Linked DNA regions of Anas platyrhynchos: region 2 is linked to region 1. Evidence: chromatin contacts called from public Hi-C data. All regions are on one chromosome and are shown on one strand. Each heading gives the region's core, a stretch centred on a gene start, on an enhancer-like site or on the middle of the called end of the contact. The rest is flanking DNA. Distances are from core to core; before and after follow the strand shown.

Region 1 (4,250 bases), core at 1,305-3,804:
TCTTTTTCCAGAGTTCATCTTTCCCATTCACAGAACTTCTGTGATGAGCTATTTTCAGCATTACAGTACTGTTCAACTTACATAGGAAAAAGCAGTCCTCTGAATTAAAATTCTGGTAGGATGTTTTTGGTTTATAGCCCTCTCTTTGGAGTCCTGTTGGAGCACTGAAGATTATTCTTGGTGATTCATTGAGGAATGAGTGTTTCATTAATTTCTGAAAGAAAGGCAGGTCACAACAGGAGAGGAAGCTAGAGTTTGGGTCAAAAGTCTTGTAAGGAAGAAATAAAATTTTTTTGAGGTCTTTTTTCTTACCTGTAATTTGAAAATATTTTGGCTGATAACTACTGTTGCTTTATTGCTACCATACAACTTAAACTTATTCCTTTCCACAGAGAGGCAAAAGTGCACTGCAATAGCAAGAACTTCTCTGAGCTGTTTCCTGGCCTTGGAAGCATTGCATCTGTCAAGTGCAATGCTAACGGCAACAAAGTCAGCATCCTCGTTAGCAAGGTGAGGTGAAACTCTTCACATACCACCCTAGGGCCTGACCATCAGATCAGTTAATAGACTGGTACAGTTCAAGATGATTACTGACGACACTTTAACTTCACAGAAACAAACCTGTATTTTCTATAAACGATATTGTTGGTCTTGAAAGGTTGCATGTAACAAACACTAAAATTAAGCTCTGTTAAGGTTTTGTATATTTGGTGAGGCGAACAGCCCAGTTTTTTAGTAGCTCAGTTGAAAAACTGTTTTATAGCATTTCAAAGAAATCAAAGGCAAACTCGCTAGAATAGAGAAACAGCAAGAAATGTTATGATACTTCTTTTGACTGTTCTTTTGAGATTGCAAGTACTTGAAACTGTTAAGAGCATGAATTGAATTAGATGAGCATACCGTCTGAACTTTTTGCTTTTTACCTGTGTCCTTCAGCAACTTTTTTCCCATTCTCAGGCAAATGGGAGCATTGATTCCAAGATCTGTTTCTATGATGTTGAAGTGGACAAAGTTACAGTCTTTAATTTCAAGGATGAACAGGGGAATGGTAGAGAGAAGCTTTCTTCTGGACAACGTATTGACAGGTAAGAAGCTTTTATTTTGAAAAATATTACCCGAGGCTTTAAGATAGGAATCTGTCATATGAAAATGAGCAACATCTTGCTATTGGTATTCCTCTGTCTGTGTAGGAATTTATACCAATTATTTTTTTTTTCTAAAGATTCAACTAAAACTGATATATTGTGTACTAACCAATACTGCATCTCTTTCTCTTCCAATATGTGAACTAGGGAGTGTTAAATGAAAGTATGGAAAGCAAGCTTAAAATAATCAGGAGGTGGTGGCGGTTCTTCAGAAACTATGCTAAGGAACTTCTTTACCAAAGGAAATTATAAATGCTGAAGAAAGGGTTCATGGAGGTATTCAGCAAAGAATAATGCAGTGAGATAACTGTGTGGAAGCCGTATCTGGCTCAAGAGGTCTCTGGGGAATATGTGTGGAGGTATATGACTGGAATCAGGGTCCTGGTCTTAGAATAATTTTGTTAAATATTGGAGACTTTCTCTTCCATGACAAGCTTATGGGATAGGAACTGTAAAAAAAAAAGACATTCTGGAGTTCCTCCTGAGGTAAAAAGAAAAATAATAAAATATAAAAATGTATATATTTAAATTTCAAGACAGAATGTTTTATATGGATAAAAACTTCCATGAAACATCTTTTTAGAACCCACAGTTTTCATTTTATATAAGCTGCTCTGCGGTGAATACAAGTATTAGGTTTACGTGGCAAGTTTTTGGTAGCAGGGGAAGTTGTGGAAGAGCGACCATGAAGGAGTGACGGATGGTGAAGTGTTCTTGTCTGACTGCAGCCCCTGTTGCCTCTTTACCTGTTCCACTCATGGGGAGAAGGTGGAAGAGGCTGTATGCGGGAGAAGTGTTTTTAGTTTGCTTTTAGCTCTCACTGCTCTAGTCTATTATCAGTAGACAATAAATTATATTAATCTCCCTTACGCTGGGTCTGTTTTGCCCATGACAGTAATTGTTGAGCAATCTCCCTGTCTTTATCTCAACCCATGAACTTTTTTCATCCTATTCTTTTCCTCCTCCTTTTGAGGAGGAGGAGTGAGAGTGGTTTGGTGGGGTTGAGCTACCTACCTGTGTGAAACCACCACAATGTATTAGTAATCCTAGTAGCAAGGCAGAAAAATGCAGTGAACTAGGATTTCTCGTGGAAGTACAGTGGGATATTAGTATGAATTTATCTGGTTTTACAAAAATTTTCCCTACTGTATTTTTCTTAAGAAATAACAACCTTAGAAGAGGAGGTGATTTCATTTTTTCAACAGCTGTGTAGATATTACAGGGGGAAAAAATATAAAGTTGTTATTTTCAGCATTGCAAAACAGAAAAATACCCAGCTCCTTAGTAACTATGGACAGTGCAAATTTGGGGTCTTACATCTTGGTCAAGCAAACAATGTAATAAGAGTAATGAGAAAGTTGTTTTCGAGTGTAGTATCCTGTGTAGCCCAACAGAGGCCACTACAAACTAGTATTACTATTTGAGTGATGCTTAAAGGCTAGGGTAAGTGTCAGCATGAGTCTGTTTATCTGTGCTTCATTTTAGAGAATCTTGAAATTAAAATGAGTAAACTCATCAAAGAATAATCAGGTAAACGTCTTTCCCTTCTCTGTCCTCCTGAGGCAGAATCTAAACACTCCCAAATCATACTGTTTTTCAATTCGAGAGCAATTTATTTTGATTTAAATGTCATGGGAAGGACACTACATATGTATACTTCCTAATGATTCTTAATTTGCCTTCCATCTCTACTCCATCCCCTTCAAACACACCCCAAATTCCACCCTTCAGAGTTGACAGCAAAGAAAAAAAAGTCTTTAAGATTTGACACCTGTTTATAAACGTTTTTCAGACTAATCCTAAGCTATTGCTAAAATAGTCAGATTCTGTATGTCTACATTCTTCACATGGCCTGCCCTAAGTAATATTTAAATGCCTGAAGGAGGCAGTAAGATATTTCTTGAACTGCAGAGGGCAGCTTTCATAAAGTTGCTGGCGTTGTCCTTGTGCTTATTCCGCTATTTTGTAATGTCTCTGAATTCTTTTAAGAACACAATATTAATTTCAAGTGCAGTGCTGAGAAAAGGGAATGAACAGTGGCATATCTAAAGACTGAGGTCCTCAGCTGCAGGTCATGTTCAATTGCAACTTCAGTTTCCCTCAGCATTGGGAAGTTGAGCGTTGAAAACATAGATCACTGTATCTAGCTCTCTTTGAACTCCCAGTTCAGAGAGATCTGTTGCCTGAGAATATAAACTATTTTTCCCCCCCATCATTTTCATCAGTTTGCTAGTTGTAATCTCTTAGACCACCACCGCCACTACTACTTAGCTGTATTTGAATATGAAGCACATGGACTAGAAACTTTACTGCTTAACCAAATGCGTAGCAGTGTACTCAAGCTGTCTTTAACTGGCTGGGTATCAACAACCACCTTGGGGCAGATCGTAAAAACCTGCAAGAAAATAGAGCTGAGGTAGTCTCAATGCTACAGTAGTTGGTAGTAGCAGTAGTTAAAGTTTAAGTAGTTAAAGTGTGTTCAAATGCTGCTGTAGGACATGTGATCTCAGTGAAAGCATATTTTGAGTGCCTGTTTGCATTTGTGACAGTATCAGCTTTTTTCCTGAAATGATTTATGTCCTATAGTCATAGTAGACTTATGCTGAATAAACTGAACATGGCATTAGTGTATACAGACTCCTTGGAAGTTGGGAAGATGCATATAGTTAATGTTGCAACACAGAGCTAGCAGTCAAGATAACTGATAATCATTTGAAGGTTATCCCTTGGTTAGTCCTCATCTGAAGCTTATACACTGAATGGACTGGAATTATTCTGTCTCCATTTCTGTATTTCTTGTTGGTTTTGGTAGGTCTGTTGTGGAGTATCCAGACTTGCAGAGTCACATCCCTGTTCGCCATTTCTGGGACAACAGTGAACCAAGACTTTTTGTATGTGAAGCAATTCTTGAACCAGGCCTACAATCCCCAAACCAGAACAAAAACCAGACTGAGAGCACGGTAGGGTCTTTTTGATTATTTTCCTCACTGTACATGTTATTCTTCCTATCTGAGTAGTAAATGATTGGTAATTTGTTAACCTGTAGAAGTAGTTGTATATGTTACCATGTGTGTGAATGTGTGACGTTACTTTCAAGAGAAGGTT
Region 2 (4,250 bases), core at 1,184-3,683, 120 kb after region 1:
TACACCCCAGAAATCTGCAAGGCCTCTTGCCAGTACTGGTCACATTATTCTGAATTTCCAGATTTGCTCCTGTGTGCTGCTGTCCGGGGTCTCCTGCTCCAGCTGGGTTGTGTTTTCTCTGCCTCCATCACAGCAGGGTGTGGTATCAGTCCCTCCACACAGCAGCACCAGCAGACCTGAAGGCTTCTCAGAACTGGGCAGGTAAAGCAAGCAGAAATCCTGGATGTGACTGCTTGCGACTGATATTTTGGAAGCAGCTTTTGCTACAAGCCATCCTGCCTCTGCTAGACAACACCGAGGAGTTCCTTTTCCAGAGATCCTAACTTGGCACCTTCCAACAAGCTACACTCACTTTGAAAGAGACACAAAATGCTAAGAAAGAAGAGAATGCTGAATCCCCTTCCTGAGCAAAAACATCAACTTTGACCTGCGAGAGGGCCCCCAAAGCCTTCGTACATACACACACACATTCCCATGCACACAGATCCCAGTCTGAGCTGATTGCACCTCCATCAGGCCGTGCACCCGTGTAAACGTGCTTCCTCAGACACAGCTCCTGAACCTGTCCTGACATTCATACTTGGCATGACCAGTACACAGAAACCCCGGCAGTCCTGGCACCGGCGCTGTTCCAAGCAAAGTTGCGAAGCTTTCCGTTTTACCTCAGCAGGAACAGAAACGGGCCTTTCGTCTGGACAACTTACTGGTAAGTGATTGTTCAGGCTGGGACTTCTTTCTTATTGCTTCCAAAACACAATATGGGGAACAACACAAGGTAATTTGTTACTTTGCTTCTGCACACTCCGTGTTCTTTTCATGTAACAGCAGTGTTTATATTAAGCTAATTAAGCTATATTAAAGCTATTGACTGTCCAGAGGAGGATCCTCTGCTGCATCAAGTCTGTGGAATAAGTACACTTAGAGTGAAAGAAAAAGAGATGTTCACTGAAGCTAAGCAGCACTATTTAACCTGTACAAAAATGGTGACCACAGCCCTCACTCTGTGATTTGTATTCTACAATCATCTTTAATCATACTAGGAAAAAAACAAACAAACAAACAGAAAAATCTAATGTTATTTTGCAACATGATGCATTTTTATATGAAAAAAATATATGACTATTTTCTGATCTGCAATAGATTTAAAACTAATAGCACTTTCTTCAGTAAGTGAAATGTGCCCGTAAGTAAATAACCACTTGAATTAGTTCCTCCACCCATGTATTTTGCGTAAGTCTCACTGTTTGTATATTTGCCCCTCTCCCTCCAGCGGGACCTACTGATTCCTCCAAATAGCTCAGACTGTGCTTGAAGACTACGAAGTCGTAATGGACTCTCTCAGGGAGCTGCCTGGCTCACCAAAAGGCTGTTTATAGCAACACCTAAGAAAAGAAACCTGTTTCTTGGTTCTTTGGCAGGGTGCAGTTACCCACATCAAGGGCTGACTCTCCCCTCTAAGGTGAAGTCTTCATCCTGCAGTTCCCACCTAGCCCCAGAACGTGCTCCCTGGCAGAGGGGGGTGTGGGCACTGCAAGGTATGTGTCTCAAGGGTGAAGAATACAAACAGCTGCTAGCATAAAGTAACACAGCCTTGCATAGCTGCCATGAAACTCTGTCATCTCAAGGGCACAATCTGATGTATTGCAATGAGGAGAAAGATAAAAATATAAAGGCATGCATCTTGTTCCATTCCCTAAAACAAGTGTCTTGGCCAAGGAACAGAAATTTGCAGGTTGCCAATAGCAACATTCGTGTTTTCAGAGTACAATGCGCACGATCTTCACGCAAAGAGGAAAAATTACCCAAGGATTTCCAGTGGCTCAATAGCACGTGTTCCCCACGGGCTAGGACAGGTGTCTGCAGAGCTCCAGTGCCCTGCTGGGCCACATCCTTAGCTGAGCAAAGTGGCAAAACACCACTGTAGGTGGGAAAAGGGGACGATAAACAGCTGGAAATTTGCCTAATAATTTCTTAAAATAAGGAATGAAAGCTGTTTCTGTTAGCACAGGAGGGAACGTAATCTACGTACAGGTACACACACGTGCATAGCTGCTAATTAACATCTGACACATGCAACGTCCTTACAAGCTGTGCCACATACAGATATATCCCAGTGCTGCTTCGTGTTGAAATACACAGTGCAAAAATATGAATTATTGTACTTCAAACCAGCGAGGCTTCCCCCCCACCTCTTCCCCATCCAAATTCATGCGCTACGCATTGCAGCAGACCTTGCTACCTCAGCCAGGAGCTCTGAGTCTGGCTGGGTCTGGAGGTTTTTATGGGCTTCATACCTGAACCCTTGTGTGGCTCGACAGATACTGCGAGTGCACTGCCTCCTTTCCTGAGTGCTCCTTAGGTTCAGACCTAGCATCAGCGCTTCTGTGCTGATGGTGGTGGGATTTCTGGTCATGGTGGCCGTCCCTTTTCCTGGCTTCTGAGTCAAACAAGACGTGGGTTAGCCTCTCCAGATAGTGCTCCAGCTCTTCCTGGGTGTGCTCCAGTTGCTTGCCAACATTACTGGGTAAAAAGGAAGAGGATGGTGGAGGGCTTTTGCTTTCCCTCTCCTTCTTGGCCTCCTCCAAATGCGGGTTGTGCCTCATCAGCAGAAGCACCACGATAAGCAAGATCAGGCACAGGTACACAACCCAGACTTCTTCCATCGTGGCGGTGGGACACGCAGGGGCTAGCGCCTGTGGATGCACTCAAAGGGAAACAGGCGGACGTGCCAAACGCAGCAGATGGTCACTCCTTTAGAGTTCTCAGTAACCACGGGAAAGAACTGCTGCCAGTAATTAAAGCACTGTGGCAATTTAATGTCAAAGTTTTCTAAAGCAGCGCGGCTCGCAAACTTTCCTTCAGTTCTAAATATGAAAGCAGCACAGCCAACAGCAAAACACTTTTAAGCAAAGCAGATAAAGCAGCTTTGTGCTTGGAGTAAAATAGCTTCAGCAGAAAGATCTGTCACTGCGCCGTATGATCTTATTGCAGTATCTCTCCTTGCTTTTGTTAAGAAACTGCAGGTCAGGTGCTTATCACTCCTCACAAATCTTTCCTTCTTTTAGTTTGAATTCTTGTCTTGCTTGAAATGGTAAGGTCTGCTTCTTTCTAATTCAAAGCAAAAATAAGGTCTGATTGATTCTTTTCCTCCTCTCAGTAAGATAACAGAATATTTTATCCTTTGGGGGTCATTAGATGCTGGTTCCACAGTCCACCCCCAGCACTCTTCAAAAAACTTGTCGGAAGGAGCTATCGGTCACTCGAGTTACAGATTTGGTGGGACAAGTTCTGTTGGCTTCCTTCTGTCTTCGCTGGCCTTGGGAGAGGGAGTCTCAGGACTGGGACGGTTTCAGCTGAACGTTGTGGGGATCTCTTGGAGAGCCTTTGTAGGCTGCTCCCAGTGACTCAGCCCACCAGAGGCAGGGTCTGCATGGAAGGGGATTGCATTTCCTAACCTTCGCCGAGGGATCTTTTTACAGATGAGGATGCCAAGCCTAAAAGGAGCAGAGATCACGCCCAGATTTCTGCTGCCTTGGTGTGTCGACATTCTTGGTCTCAACCTGCCGCAGAAACACCACCACAATTTGTTCCCAAAAGTGAGACCTTTCCTTTGCTTTGGTAAGGAGAAGGAATGGTCTGAGAAAAATTACAGCATCTTGTCATCTCATGGCCTCACTGATCGCACTGCCATACTTTACACTCCCAGCTTGCCTCATCTTTATATTTTTCCTGAGGACTGTGCTGGAGGAGCTTGTAAGGGTTTTGCTGGCCACAAGCCAGGGCCTGGAACAGCTGCGCTATGGGATTGTCACAGCACGGGTAGGTGGCAGCCACCACAGAGCTACGGCAGGCACCACAACTGCAGCCACCCCTTTCACACCGACCTCAGGTGCACGGCGTAAGGCTGCAGAGAGGGATGCAGAAAGACAGGCAGTCGGAACAAAGCCACGTTTTCTACCAAAACTGAGCTATGTTTTCTTAAACTGGGAACACTGGAACAGAAAACTCCGAGCAGATAAGGACTTCTCCTTCCTCCCCCATCGCTGTACACTCCTAATGCCTTAGGGCATGGACCATGTCTCCAGCCACATGCATCACAGACCTGACACCGCTGTAGTGAGACATGTCATGAAAATCATAAATGTCACCAAAATCCTACAGAAAGCAATGCTAAAATGAGGAGACATTTTAATTTTAAATGTCATTAAGGCTGTGTTATGACTTCTCCAAAGGGGAATGAGCTGACAGAG

What was found. A called contact is a pair of places that touch in the nucleus more often than the background predicts.
Region 2: a Hi-C map of liver shows a contact between it and region 1, with 2.5 times the contacts expected there. The contact joins the promoter of LOC101800187 here to the enhancer-like site in region 1. A contact is called at or near these places in 2 of 8 Hi-C or Micro-C datasets (liver and subcutaneous adipose tissue).

Annotation. Positions count from the first base shown.
Region 1 is chr15:6,855,762-6,860,011 of IASCAAS_PekinDuck_T2T, forward strand. It overlaps IFT140 (intraflagellar transport 140), which reads left to right. Exons shown (of 29, transcript XM_038186737.2): 13 at 393-510; 14 at 958-1,085; 15 at 3,958-4,105. Among named protein-coding and RNA genes, the nearest start is that of IFT140, 20 kb to the left of the region's middle. Within about 2 kb of position 2,555, at least 1 of the 8 cell types and tissues checked has an H3K27ac peak or open chromatin away from gene starts, as enhancers often do. A contact at or near this core is called in subcutaneous adipose tissue, where this site is marked.
Region 2 is chr15:6,976,095-6,980,344 of IASCAAS_PekinDuck_T2T, forward strand. LOC101800187 reads right to left here and starts at 2,434. Exons shown (of 16, transcript XM_027469135.3): 1 at 2,295-2,434.